2 separate regions of the Gossypium hirsutum genome follow, and region 1 is linked to region 2. Evidence: chromatin contacts called from public Hi-C data. All regions are on one chromosome and are shown on one strand. The core of a region is the stretch at or near the end of the contact, and the rest is flanking DNA. Distances in the headings are between cores, read along the strand shown.

Evidence for each region. A called contact is a pair of places that touch in the nucleus more often than the background predicts.
Region 1: a contact with region 2 is called in a Hi-C map of leaf, with 4 times the contacts expected there. The contact joins the promoter of LOC107930127 here to the promoter of LOC107930147 in region 2. A contact is called at or near these places in 2 of 34 Hi-C or Micro-C datasets (both in leaf).

Annotation. Positions count from the first base shown.
Region 1 is chrA04:76,553,211-76,560,021 of Gossypium_hirsutum_v2.1, forward strand. LOC107930127 (glycerol-3-phosphate 2-O-acyltransferase 6) reads right to left here and starts at 1,289. Exons shown (of 2, transcript XM_041111389.1): 1 at 467-1,289. The coding sequence starts at 1,084.
Region 2 is chrA04:75,765,405-75,772,489 of Gossypium_hirsutum_v2.1, forward strand. It overlaps LOC107930147 (protein OCTOPUS), which reads left to right and starts at 4,243. Exons shown (of 1, transcript XM_016861720.2): 1 at 4,243-6,631. The coding sequence starts at 4,447. The coding sequence ends at 6,462.

The sequences.
Region 1 (6,811 bases), core at 39-2,538, 780 kb after region 2:
TTTTATAACAAAAACAGAGTTAAATCGAAGATTAGAATCATTAGTTTCAATATCTATGGCTACAACTACATATTGAACATCACAAGGATAGGATTGGAGTAACAATGGCCTGAAAATGTGAAAATTAAATTGCATGTTGAAGTTGACAATCTCAGTTTCACGAGTCATTAATCATGGTATAACGAAATTGAAGAGATTAGTAGGGGACCATGTGGACCATTAGAAATTTAAGTTGTAACTATAAAAAGCCAGCAGCTATCTAAAGGCTGAGAAAGACATCAGGAGAAATATCAAACAAAACTTTATGGAGCATAAATACTCTCACCAACCTTTTTGTAAACACATAGTTAATAATTATGTTTGAGGAATCTGTTTTAAGAACCTATACTAATTTAGGAAACAGCTTGAAAAGTTCAATTATTATGACGGTAAAGAAAAGGGAAGGGTTTGTTATGTGATTAAGAACCTTGCATAATGACATGAAATAATGGTCAGTTTCTCTGTCTCCCAGGCCTAAATCTGGTAATTCAGTGCCAAATTCCTTCAAGATGGCAGCCCTTTTGTGTTCTCCGACGAGAACTCCTGGTTTAATTGTAAACCCAGTTGCCCTGCCTGTTTTTGTCACTTGCAGCTCCGTTCCAATAACCTTGTCAGCTCCTAGAAATATCTTGGCAAAAGGTTCCACCATTATTCTAGGATTTGCGGTAATAATGTATCTTTTACCAAAGGAGCTGAAAACTCTCCAAGTCTCGGGGTGAACATCGTCTGCATAAAACTTTGGCAACACAGACCTGGAAACCAGCTCAATGTCTCTTATCTTTAACCCGGCAAAGGAGATGAAAATGAAGGTATTAATGGCGAAAGATTCAGAGATGAACAAGTAGGTAAAATACACGACTGGAACGGATAGTAAGAGAAGCAGTGCTCTTAACAGGCTGCCAGCTTCGAGGGCAATAAGCATGTAGTAAGGGAAAGCACTACGTGACACAAGAAGGGTTCCATCTAAATCAGCAGCCACCGTCTGATTTGATCTTCCCTCGCTGATACATTTCGAAACAGGTTGAAAACAAGGGTGAGCCCCCATGACTATGGGAAGAGCAAAGCAGGAAGAAGAGGGTTAATGGTTTTTTCCCTTTTAGAAATAAAGGAGTGTAAGAGACAATGGCAATGATATTGTTGAAGCGATTCGCTGGCTTTATGTAGCATGAGAAAACCGTGGTCGAGACCAAGAAAAGCATAAGGAAAACCAATAGTTTCTCATTGATAAAAAAAAAACGTTATCAATAAATAGAGTAATTAACGTTTACCAACACAAATATATACATGTATTTTGCGTATAAACCTGGGCAGTTGTGAAGAGGGGTCGGAGTAGTTGGAGGTGGACACCAACACCATCATTTCATTCAATTAGCCTACTTTTTTAGTTTCCAGGCGCCGGCCACGCCGCTTATTAAAACACCCTCTCTTTTTTTCTCAAGAGTAAAAAGTCCCGATAAATTCGATAAATATCAAGATTTAAGTTTTATCAACAATTTTATTTAATAAATGATATGTAAATATCACTTTTTACTTTTCATTCAATCGACCTCAAAAATAAAATGTATCCTGTTACATATTTCTTGGGTATTAGTATTTTACTATAACTTCAACAAGAAGCAGCCAAATTTGTTGTAAATTACTTGTTTTACTTGCGCAGACAAGTCTATAAAAAAAATTCCCAATTGCTTAATCCAAGCATAAATTCTACCGAAATTAGGTTAGAAAGATAGCCGTCTGTCGTCGAATTTTTGGGTCATATAATATTTAATTCAATGATAATTATTTGTTGATTTAGCATGAGAGTTTTGTCTAGTGAAAGTGACCAAAAAATAGGTAGCATGTGGCCATTAATCCTAAAAAAAAAAAAAAAAGGAACCAGGCCTGTAAGGATAAAAGAAAAAGTATACTAATATATAGCTAATTTTGAGTGTAAAACATTGAATTCAAAACGGGTGGGATAAGGGTAATGCAGTTGAACCAGGTGGAGGTAGCTCAAGGGCTTTATATTTTGGCTTCACTTTCCGCAACTTTTGTAGTAGGATGGCAAAATATCCAAAATTATTGGCTTCTGCCTTAATCTTAATAGGCTATTATTATTATTATTATTATTATTATTATTATTATTTGAATCAGATTCTTGAGCGGCTTTATCCCACCCCTCCCCTTATATTTAATAGAATGTCACTTTTTGTATTTTTGTAAATATTTATGCCTAGTTTGCTTATTATAAATTTAAATTTAAATTTTGAAAATAAATAAAAATTCTAGTAAAAAATATGACTTTTTTAAAATAAATTATTTCTTTCTCTTTGATAAAATTAAGGCACAATAGTGACTAAATATTACTAATTGAATTAATTTATTGCTAATTTATATACTAAAACATGTATAAAAATAATAAAGTATAGTTTTTGCAATTAAAAAGTTAATTTTTTTGGGTAATCTACAAAAATAGTCACTTTTGTTTGTCCCAGGTTACATTTTAGTCACTTATGTTTGAAATGTTACGTTTTAGTCACTTATGTTATTATTTTGTTACGAAGTGATCACTCTACCGTCAAGTTCCGTTATCTCTCTAACGGTAATCCCACGTGGCAGTCCAACTAGATTTTAGGTGCCAACTTAGATTTCTAGATGAAAATAGATTTTTAATTAAAAAATTTAATTAATTAAAATTTTTAAACCTAAACCTTAACTAAAAAAACTGTTCATCTCATCTTTTCTATTTTTCTTTCGTCTCTTCTTTTTTCAATGATTTTTTTTATTTGACTGGAAAAATTATTATTAAGTTCAAAATAGTTGAAATCAAATTGACTGCTTCATAAAGATGGATTCAATGGAAGGTTCAGGCATGTCTTCTTTGCATTCCTGTATCTCTTTTATTCAATACTGAAAAACAAAAGAATAGTTTTTTTTATTGTTTAATAAAAACCCTAAATTAAAATTTTTGAAGGCATTCAAGTGGATTACCAAAAAATCTAAGAAATTGTTTTTTAATTTCAAGAATTTTAATTTAGGGATTTCATTAAACAATAAAAAATTTAATCTTTTGTTTTTCAGTATTGAATAAAAGAGATAGAGGAATGCAAAGAAGACATACCTGAACCCTCCATTGAATCCATTTTTATGAAGAGGTCAATTTAATTTCAACTATTTTGATCTTAATAATAGTTTTTCTAGTCAAATAAAAAAACTATTAAAAAAAAGAAGAGACGGAAGAAAAATAAAAAATAGGAGATTGAACAATTTTTTTAGTTAAGTTTAGGTTTAAAAATTTTAATTAATTAATTTTTTTAATTAAAAATCTATTTTCATCTCATTTAGAAATCCAAGTTAGCACCTAAGATCTAGTTGGACTGCCACATAGGATTACCGTTAGAGAGATAACGGAACTTAATGGTAGAGTGATCACTTCGTAACAAAATAATAACATAAGGGACTAAAATGTAACATTTCAAACATAAGTGACTAAAATGTAACCTAGGGCAAACAAAAGTGACTATTTTTGTAGATTACCCTTTTTTTTTACATTTTTATATAAAAATTTTAGATCATTCACTAATAACGGTAATAATTTTTATCACAATTTGTTGACTATGAGATGTGTTGATAAGTGCGTAAGTTCTTAATTATGTGTAATATTTTTCCTTCAATTATGCTATTTAAGCTATTAATTATAGTATTTAAACTTATATTTTATTTTATTATTGATTTAGGTGAATAATTGGAGAAAAGTGAACTTAAAATTTATTTTGATAAGTTTTTACGGATTAGACTTTCAACACAACTACTACGGTATTTTGATCATAACTTAAACTATAAAACTCCATTTTGGGCCTATAATATACCAATTTCACAACCCAAACTCAAAAAACACTAAAATTCATCTTTACAATGATGATCAAACTCTTGAATTAAACAGATATTTTACTTTTAGTTGGAGCTTTGTTACATTAATTTTCTTATCCTTTATTTTACAATCTCTTTTTACCCTTTTTTTTTCAAATTTAAACCCTCTTACTTTATTTTTATTTTTCTTGTAAATTAAAAAATAAAATTATGTTTGGTAACTGTAGATTTGACCCTACTCATTGCTATCTACAAGTTTAATTTTTAGTAAAAATTTAATTTTAGCGGTCTTAACAATTGTGCATGAGCTTACTAAATTCATAATGATTTGCTTTAAAGTTGGCATGAGTGCGCGATTATATAGATGAAGAGTAACAATGATTTGAGTAAGAATTCTTAAATTGAAAAAATAAAAAATTAAATTTAAAAATTTTAAATACATAAACTAAATCTCAAATGCTATTCAAGTATAATTAAGGACTATTTCTTAAAATTTCATAATTATTTTATACATTTTATTATAATTTTATAAATATCTTTTGTATATTTTTATTATAATTCCTTAAATTTATATAAGAGTATACAATATGTTTGGTTTAGTTTTATAAAATTTAATATAATATAAAGCATTAAGTAAAGTTTGTGATGAGAAGGTGGATATATAAATAACTAAAGAGTTAAGGAAATTTATAAAAATAAAAAATAAAAATTTGTGAAGGCATATATCAACCAAAATCCAAAGTCTTGTTGGCAGCTAAGAAAGGCAAGTAAAACCACATTAGCAAAGAGTGTGGCAGGATTTTTGTTGTTGAAAGGTTGGAAACTTTTTGGCATCTCCGATAACCTCTCTAACCAACTCTACTTAATTATTCTGTCTTTTTCCACTATTTTCATCAATTGGAAATATGATATACGAAAGTTCTTAGAAGTTTGGAAATATGATCAATCTTCATTTTTCTGCCTTATGAAAATAAAAGGTGAAATAAATAATTGAAGGAATGACTAAAAGAGATCCAAACATTATAATTGTACAAGTATTGTCAATTGTAATGCTGTCCAACATAGAATTACTGTACATATAACTAAATTGCATGATGGGTAGGGTCAAGTTTAATTCTGCCCTCATTAATTTTTTAATATTATTTTTCATATAAAAATAAATTTAAAAAATATAATACATTAAAAAGATTAAAATAAATGTTTCTCAGTAAATTGAAAATACATTTAAAAAATAATTATACAATAGTTGTAACTTAGCAAACAGAGATCTCTAAAATAGTACAATAAAATATGAATTATACAATGTCCAAACAATAACAATAATATAATAGCAAAATAATAGTAAAACAACAATAAATAATAGCAAAACAACAACAGAAAAAAAAATTTAGCCAAACTCGAGCCAGGCCCAGGCAAAAAATTCTTACTCGAGGTCTGACTCGTTTAGAAAACGGGCCATATTTTTTGTCCAAGCCTATATTTTTGCCAAACCCTTCCACATTTTAGGTAAACCTTCAGGCTTAGACAATTGGCCCCACTCATGATCAAGTCTATATTTGATGCACCATCAATACTTAAGTTTTATGTATTATTAGTAAATAATAACACGATATTTTTATCACTAAATAAAATAAAAAATAGTGGAGGACATATAAATAATTCTTAATAATTTTATTTGAACATTAAATAACAATTCATTATAAATAAATGTTATAACCCTAAACTCTAGACGGTAAGCCCTAAACTATTAAATCAAATATCCTAAGCCTTAAACTTAAGGACATTAAATTTGAGATATCTTAAATATTTATTTATAATAGTTACAAGTAATATTTAATTATGTTTAAATAAAATTATTAGTAATTACTTTTAAGTATTTTATTTTTTTCATTTAATAATAAAGTATTATACTATTATTTACTAATAATATATAGAATGTATACACTATTAATGCATCAAATATTATTACAAGATAAATTCTATGTTTTCTTTTACCATAAACTGGCGGTTTCTTATTCAATTAATTCTTGAAATGCATGTACACCGTCTCTTTTCTACTAGAAAAGAGAAACAATGGCTGCCCCTAATTAAAGCCTTAAACAAATGCAAAGGAAATAAAAAAAAAATTACAGTCAAACACACCGATGAAGCCAAAGCAAAAGCAAAAAAAAAAAAAAAAATTAGAAAAAGAAACGATTCAAATCCCTAAATAGCAGCCTCCATTGCCAAGAAAACTGATCGTCAGTTACCAAAAACAGTCCAATTGATCGTCCTGCTTCCCTAAGATTTATCCCATCAAAAGAGACAACGAATTCCTAAACCTTTCACCTTTCAGATAATTCCATTACCCCCCTTCCACCTTCCCCATCAGTGCAAACACTATACTCCCTTCGATCCTTTGCAACTTCTTCCTCAACTCTAATCGGCACCTCCTCAATCCAATAAGCGAGCACCGAAAACTCTCTTCCCTCTTCCGTCATTGCATGTGCCATCCGATTTGCCAATCTAGGTGCAAATCTAACTATAATTTCCGCAAACTTCCTTTAACTCTCTTTAATCTCCTTTATTATTAGAGCAGCAACATTAGATCTATCCTCCTCTAATTCCTGGGCTTTCTTTACGGTTGTTAGTGAATCTCCCTCCACCACCAATTTCTAGAAGCCTAACTCTTCAGCCATCACTAAAGCTTGAAGACAGGCTTGTGCCTCCGCCGTCATTGGATCTGCCACATATTCATTAGGGTACACATATGCTGCCAAAATAAACCCCTCCTTATCTCTAAATACTATCCTAAAGCTGACCTTTGAGAAAATCTATTAAAGGATGCATCATTATTTATTTTAATCACGTCTCTTTTCTAGTGGAGTCCGTTTGTTATCCTGCTTAATAATAAAACTTCTTGTTATCCTCTCTAAGGAGTTAC
Region 2 (7,085 bases), core at 2,993-5,492:
GAAATTCGCAACTATATAAAATCGTATCTCTAAAGGTTGAATAAGACGGGAGAAACAAACAAAGTAGGATTAACCCTAAATCCTCTTTATCTTACTGAACCTCCATAGCCTTTAAGTCTAGGACAATTTCTTTAAACACAGTTAAGTGTTTTACAAAGACTTATTCCAAACGATGAGATAAAGATGTTATTTCATATGCAACTTCCTAGTTAGGTTTTTTGACATGCATAGTTGTTTTAGCTTTACCTACAATGTAGCGATGATTCTCCTTCAACACATCTTGTAGAATTTCATTTGACAGATACAAATGTAATTATGATAAAGCCTTTCGATCCTTGCACTTCTTTTCTTCAAGTGCTAATGTTGAAGGCATCTTATCCACCCTAGCAACGCATCTTCCAAATCTATTTGCGTAAGAACTATCTGCATCTTTACCTGCCACAATGCAAATCTGGTGTTGTGATCCAACAGCAGAATATCATACTTCAATGTCACCATTATCATGATCGAGACAAGAAACTTGGCTCTGATACTACATTGTTATAATCAACGTTAATAATAGAAGTAGGAATGATAGCAAAGCAATAAGAAAAAAAATAAACACACATAAATTTTATATGAAAAACCCCTATCGGGAAAAATCACGGGCAGATGAGAAGAAATTCACTATGTTGTAAAACACACAATATAAGAAGAGTTCAACTATATCTATTTAAAGGTTAAACAATCCTATTATAATCAATTTCTAATAGAAAAAGTATATTCCTGTACGAATTCGAAAAGTCCAAAGGTTATTTCTTTAACAAGCGATGGGTTTCGGGTCATACAACTCTAACACAATCAATATGCGTACTTAACTTCAAATGGCCATTTAGGGTGTCATGAACATGTTTTAAATCCAAAGTTCTTTTCATTTTCTCACAAGCTCTTCAAGCATCCAATAATGGTGTCATGAACCTTTTTTGTCAAAATCTTAATCTAGCTTCATCCATAGCTTACCTACACCACTTTGAACTTAGTTATACCAAAAAAATGTCTAAAACCATTAGACATACTTGACCAAGCTTTATCTCCCTAGATTTTCTAAGTGTTCCAACCATGGCCATCCTTGCATTTTATTTTTAAATTCAACAATTAAATGAATGGGTTCACTCATAATTACCATCTTAAGTTATTAATCAACTAAAATTCAAAGGGAGCTTACCAAATTTTTGAAGAACTACCCACGACACCAAGGAATTCTCATGAAAGTTTTCTTCTCCAATTTTGCTAGGGAGCAACATTTATAAGGGTAGGAAACATGAATATCTTTTCTTTTTATTTTTTAATCCATTAATAAAGTAATTATAATTAATACATAATTATCATTTTCAATGGACATGATCTCTTGTTAATTGACTTAGTGGAAATCCATGGTTAATATCATTACTCTCCATTAACTTAACAATAGTAATGGCTTAATTTCATACAAGGTCTTGGTTTATTTAATTTTTAAGCCATGATTTATTACTTCTCAAGTCCTCCACCATTAATGACATCATTTCCTATCCTCGCACATTTGATATGTCCATTCTCTTTTCCTTGAAACTCAATCTTTAAGTTATTTACTATTATTATTTCAATTCAATTTTGATGTCTTTCTCAATGTCGTAATCAATTAATAAATACTCCACATTTAACTACACTCGTACTTGAAATTTTTTTAACTCGATCATTAGTACGATACAAATTAGAAATGGCTAGCCCTCATCTTGTTGATGCCACCTTTTAACAACTTTGTTGATGCCTCAATATTTTTCATGATGAAGTTTCAAATTTCTCCTTCCTTTGGCTTGGCCTACTTCAACAAGTTTGCCCCATGCTTCCATGTCCCTCTTTTGATGTTGCAAAATTGGATGTTGAATCTAATGTGCAGGAGCCTGTTCCATCTAATACACATATGGTTTGCCATTGGTCCTAAACTGTTTATCATAAATTGTGGAAGTTGCAAATCATCATCCATGATTAATACAACTTGTGGGCTATGCTAAAGACGATTGGTACAATATGTGATGTGCATGGCATGTTTAATAGCCCAATATTCTCCATCCTTGTATGCAAACCTATAACATGATACTTTCAATGTTCTTTGGATTTGTCAAAATTTCTTGGACAACTCAAACTATCATAAACCCAATCAAATTAATGCCACTTAATATAAGAGAAGCATATAAATGATGTGCACATGTTAAAAACATTATTATGCACACTTGCTTCAACTAGTAGTATGGTAGTAACCTCTTCCACCTAGTATGATATCTACACAAATCGTAAAACTAATAAAAGTGATGCATTTAAATTCAATTATAAGGTAATATTGATTATAGTAAATAAATATTATTATAACACATATATTACTAAAATATTTGATTCAATATCAATAGATAATCGTATTGCTACAATATTGTTCTTCTAGTAAGTTGTATGGTCATGATACTTAGGCCACCTATTAAAATATGAAATGATAGTACTTAATCATTTAGAATATAATTAATTTATAACATATGTCGCGAATTTTATGTTCTAACAAGAGAGACACTAAGATTTTGAAAAGGCATAGACGCGCAATCCATGATATTTGACATCTCTCATGATTATAAAATCATAAAGGAGCTAGTTTCTTTATTGTTCCCCACTTTACATGCATTACATAATGCCTTCTATATAGGCATGTCAAAACAACAGACCCTCAACTGTACGTATTCGTCATTCTAAAATTATATAATAATGGGAGATATATGGTATAAACTAAGTTGTCAGATTATTCTGACATCAGCACATCTCTAATCAAGTGAAAAATGTAAGTTCTAGCATGATGTTCAATATCTTCAAGTGCTGGATTCATTGGGAGATGCTTAAATCAACTATTTTACCATGTGACCTTAACTCAAAGTCTAAAGAAATCAGACTTATGGTTAGTAATGTCACATCTTCTAACGTTATTGTTACTTTTTGTATAAGAGATAAAATGTATGAGTCTCGGGTCTCCATTAGTCAATCAGAGAGAGATGAATGTCGAAATGGACATAACTTTCCAAGGCTATCATTATTGAAATCAATGGCTATTAGGTGATGAATGATTCTACTATCAAGTGGATTTACTCCCATATTACTATGACAATAAACCATTAGAGAATCCTCCATTATTGTAAAATTTTGAGTGACATATCATTTTATGATTGAAAACATCTATTTAGAAAATCTTAAGTATGTATCATAGTATAAAATGTATAAAACGAATATTTTGGGTTTTCTAAAAAAACTAATGAGTTGGATGGAATATTTATAGATTTTAAGGTTAGGTTCATTTAGAAGTTTTTTAAAGAGGTGGTGAGGTGTATTCAAAGTTTCGTTTCTCTTTTCAAATAATCGGATATAGATTACTATTTACATATTTAAAAAAGCCATGAAGACCTTGACACCTACGGATGTCAAGTTCTATTTAAGTGTTATCCATATCCTTACAAAATTACATTATATTATTATAGTTTAAAACTTAAATAATTTATGGTGAACTTCATATCTATAGGTACTTTTTTAATCATTTCATAATGATTGTCTTGATTCTAATGGGATGCAAAAAGTTTGATGGCACATTACATATTACAAAACTCAAACCCTAAAAACACATTTTGAGAATTAACTTTTGAAGAAACCTATTTTAAGATTTAATTAGGGATAAGGCAACATTTAGTCATTAAACTTAGCAACTTTTCTCACCTTAATCCATAAATTTATTTTGGTCCACATTAGTTTTTAACTTGGCAAATTTCCCAATTTGGTCCCTAAAGTTGGATTCAAGTAAGGTATGTCAACGTGACACTTTGAGATTATTCCACGTCGCTACTTGGATTTTTTTATTTTTTAATTATATATATTTAAAATTTTCAAGTGATGATATAGTACAATCTAAGAGTGTCATGTCATCACACCTTGGGATCAAATTGAAAAAAAGTTACCAAGTTCTGGGACTAATGTGGACCAAAAATAGTTTAAGGACCAAGTTGTAAGAATAGTTAAATTTAGGGACTAAAAATTGTTTTATCCCTTTTAATTAAATATTTTACAATATTTAAGTGGAAAACCCTAACTAAAGTATACGTGTCATGGGTCACTCGCCGAGATTTTCTATTATTTATTTATTTATTTATGTCTTCTTCTTTTTACTATTTATCTTTATTTTCTAATTTTTTTTTCCAGTTACTACCATCATTCTGTTTTCTCTTTCTTTCTTGTCACTGTCTTTTGGAGCTAAACAGTATTGAAAGGCCCAATCCCAGAGGGAAAGGGGAAAACCAAATTAAACAAAAACTAATTTCTCTTACATTTTATTTTTTTATTTTATAATTTTATAATTTATTAATTTTCTCTGACTGAAGCTACTAATATGAGCAGAGCGCTCCTCTCATGCCACTACCGGTTATGAATCCCAACGTGGAGCCACCAGTTCCTGGGTTAGCACCGCCGCCACAACCGCCTCAGCCTCACCGTCCTTCTACCTCCTGTGACCGCCATCCTCAAGAGCATTTTACTGGCTTTTGCCCCTCATGCCTCTACGAACGTCTCGCTGTTCTCGAGCCTTCGTCTTCTTCTGCTTCTTCTTCTTCTCGGAAACCTCCCATCGCCGCCAGTACTTCAACCGCCACCGCTGCACTTAAAGCCATTTTCAAGCCTTCCGGAGGAGGTGGTACACAGTCCGGGTTTTTTCCCGAGCTCCGGCGAACAAAGTCCTTTTCGGCCTCGAAAAACGAGGGTTTCTCTGGTGTTTTTGAGCCCCAGAGGAAATCTTGTGACGTTAGGGCTCGAAACACCCTTTGGTCACTCTTTCATCAAGAAGCAACTGCAAACGGGAGGTCTTCTGAAGTTGCTGAAGCTGAAGCTCGAAATTTGGCTTCTTCGACTGTTGGTCAAGGTCCTGTTTTTGAAAGCAAAGAAGAAGACCAAACTGAGAGTGAAACCGATCACAATGACGACATAGTGATCGTAGAAGAACAACCGCCCAATGTGGCTGCTTCTGCTACGAATTTGATAGAAGAGAAAGTTGAAGAAATTGTGGAAGAATACGAAAAGGAACTGTGCCAAGAAGAGCAGCTGAAGCCCATGAAGGATCATATAGATCTTGATTCGCAAACAAAGAACGCTTCTGGACGAGATCTCAAAGAGATTGCTGGGAGTTTCTGGTCAGCTGCTTCAGTCTTCAGCAAGAAATTACAAAAATGGAGGCAAAAACAAAAACTTAAAAAGAGGGGAAATGGATGTGGGTCAGCGAGATTGCCAGTGGAGAAGCCCATAGGGAGACAATACAGAGAAACCCAGTCAGAAATTGCGGATTATGGGTTCGGGAGAAGGTCTTGTGATACAGACCCAAGGTTTTCCCTTGATGCTGGGAGGATGTCATTTGATGCACCAAGGATGTCTTTTGATGCAGCAAGAATGTCATGTGATGATCCCAGATATTCTTTTGATGAACCAAGAGCTTCCTGCGATGGATATCTGATGGGGAGAATGTTCCCAAGAATGCCCACAATGGTTTCCGTTGCGGAAGATGCTCCAGTTCATCATGTTATGAGGTCTGATACTCAGATCCCTGTGGAGGACCCGACGGCTATGAATTCTGTTACTGAGGAGGATGAATCGCTTCCTGGAGGGTCAGCTCAAACAAGGGATTATTATTCTGATTCTAGGAGAAGAAAAAGTCTTGACAGGTCCAGTTCTAGTAGGAAGACTGCTGCAGCTATAGTGGCTGAAATGGAGGAAATGAGGTCGGTTTCTAGTACAAAGGTTTCCCCTGCAACTGTTGATTACACCCATGGACCTAAGCCTGTCATTCCTGATAGGGATTCCAGGGATTCAAATTCTTTGAGGGATGATTATTCAGACACTTTTGAGATTGGCTTCAAAGATAATGCATCTGTGATTGGGAATGGGGAACAGAAAGAGTCATCTAAGAAGTCGCGGAGGTGGAGTAAAGCTTGGAACATTTGGGGCTTTATTAACAGGAAGAGTGTTAACAAAGATGAGGATGAAGATAGGTATTCTAGAGCTAACGGTGTGGAGAGGTCATATTCAGAATCTTGGCCTGAGTTGAGAGGGGAAAGGAATGGAGATGTGAGAGGAGGTTTTAATCCAAAGGTAATGAGGAGCAATAGCAGCGTAAGCTGGAGGAATTCTAGCAGTTTCGGTGCAGGATCATTTAGTGGTGCAAGGAAGAACTATGTTGAGTCAAATGGGCATAGCAAGAAGAAAAAAGATGATTTTGTGTTGGAAAGGAACAGGAGTGCAAGATATTCACCAAATCACTTTGATAATGGACTGTTAAGGTTCTACATGGCACCGATGAGCGCCAGCCGGAGAGGTGGGTCAGGCAAAACCAGGGCAAGCAATGCACATTCTATTGCAAGGACCTTACTAAGGTTGTACTGAATTTTAGATTCATAAGTTGTTTTTCTTTGGTTTAATGTTAATTTTGCTGCACTTGTTATGTAACCAAACATGCCTCTGTATTTTGGTGGTTGGTTAGATTAAAACAAAAGCATTTCTTGAACATTTTTAGCCTTCACTGTTGAAATAACAATATGTTTTCTTGTTTCTAGTCACATTTTCTTCAACATTTTGAGTCTTCCCTTTCTTCTGTTCTGTTTTTACCAGAAAAGGCTTGAACATAGAGAATGCAGATAAGCTGTGTTTATGTTATTTCTTTGTCTCACCTAGAGTTGAGTGATAGCTGGTTGGTGAAGTATGTTACTCATGGCATTTGGCATGTTGGGAACTGATGTGGAAGTGGGCATGCATGCATGCATGCTCCCTTGAAGTTGCTATTTGTCATGTAGTGTTGTTCCACTTCCATGAGTTTTGAATCTTATTGTTCGCTTTACTGGGCTGGCCTACTTTCAAACTTTATTGTTATTAAAATCTGGAAATTTTGTACAATTGGACTCCAAAGCATTGTAATTTCATATCATCTTCTCCAATTCTCATTTATGACATGACTCATGAATCAGTCCATACAGGACAAGAATCAAACAAAATTTCATGCAAGCCTTGTT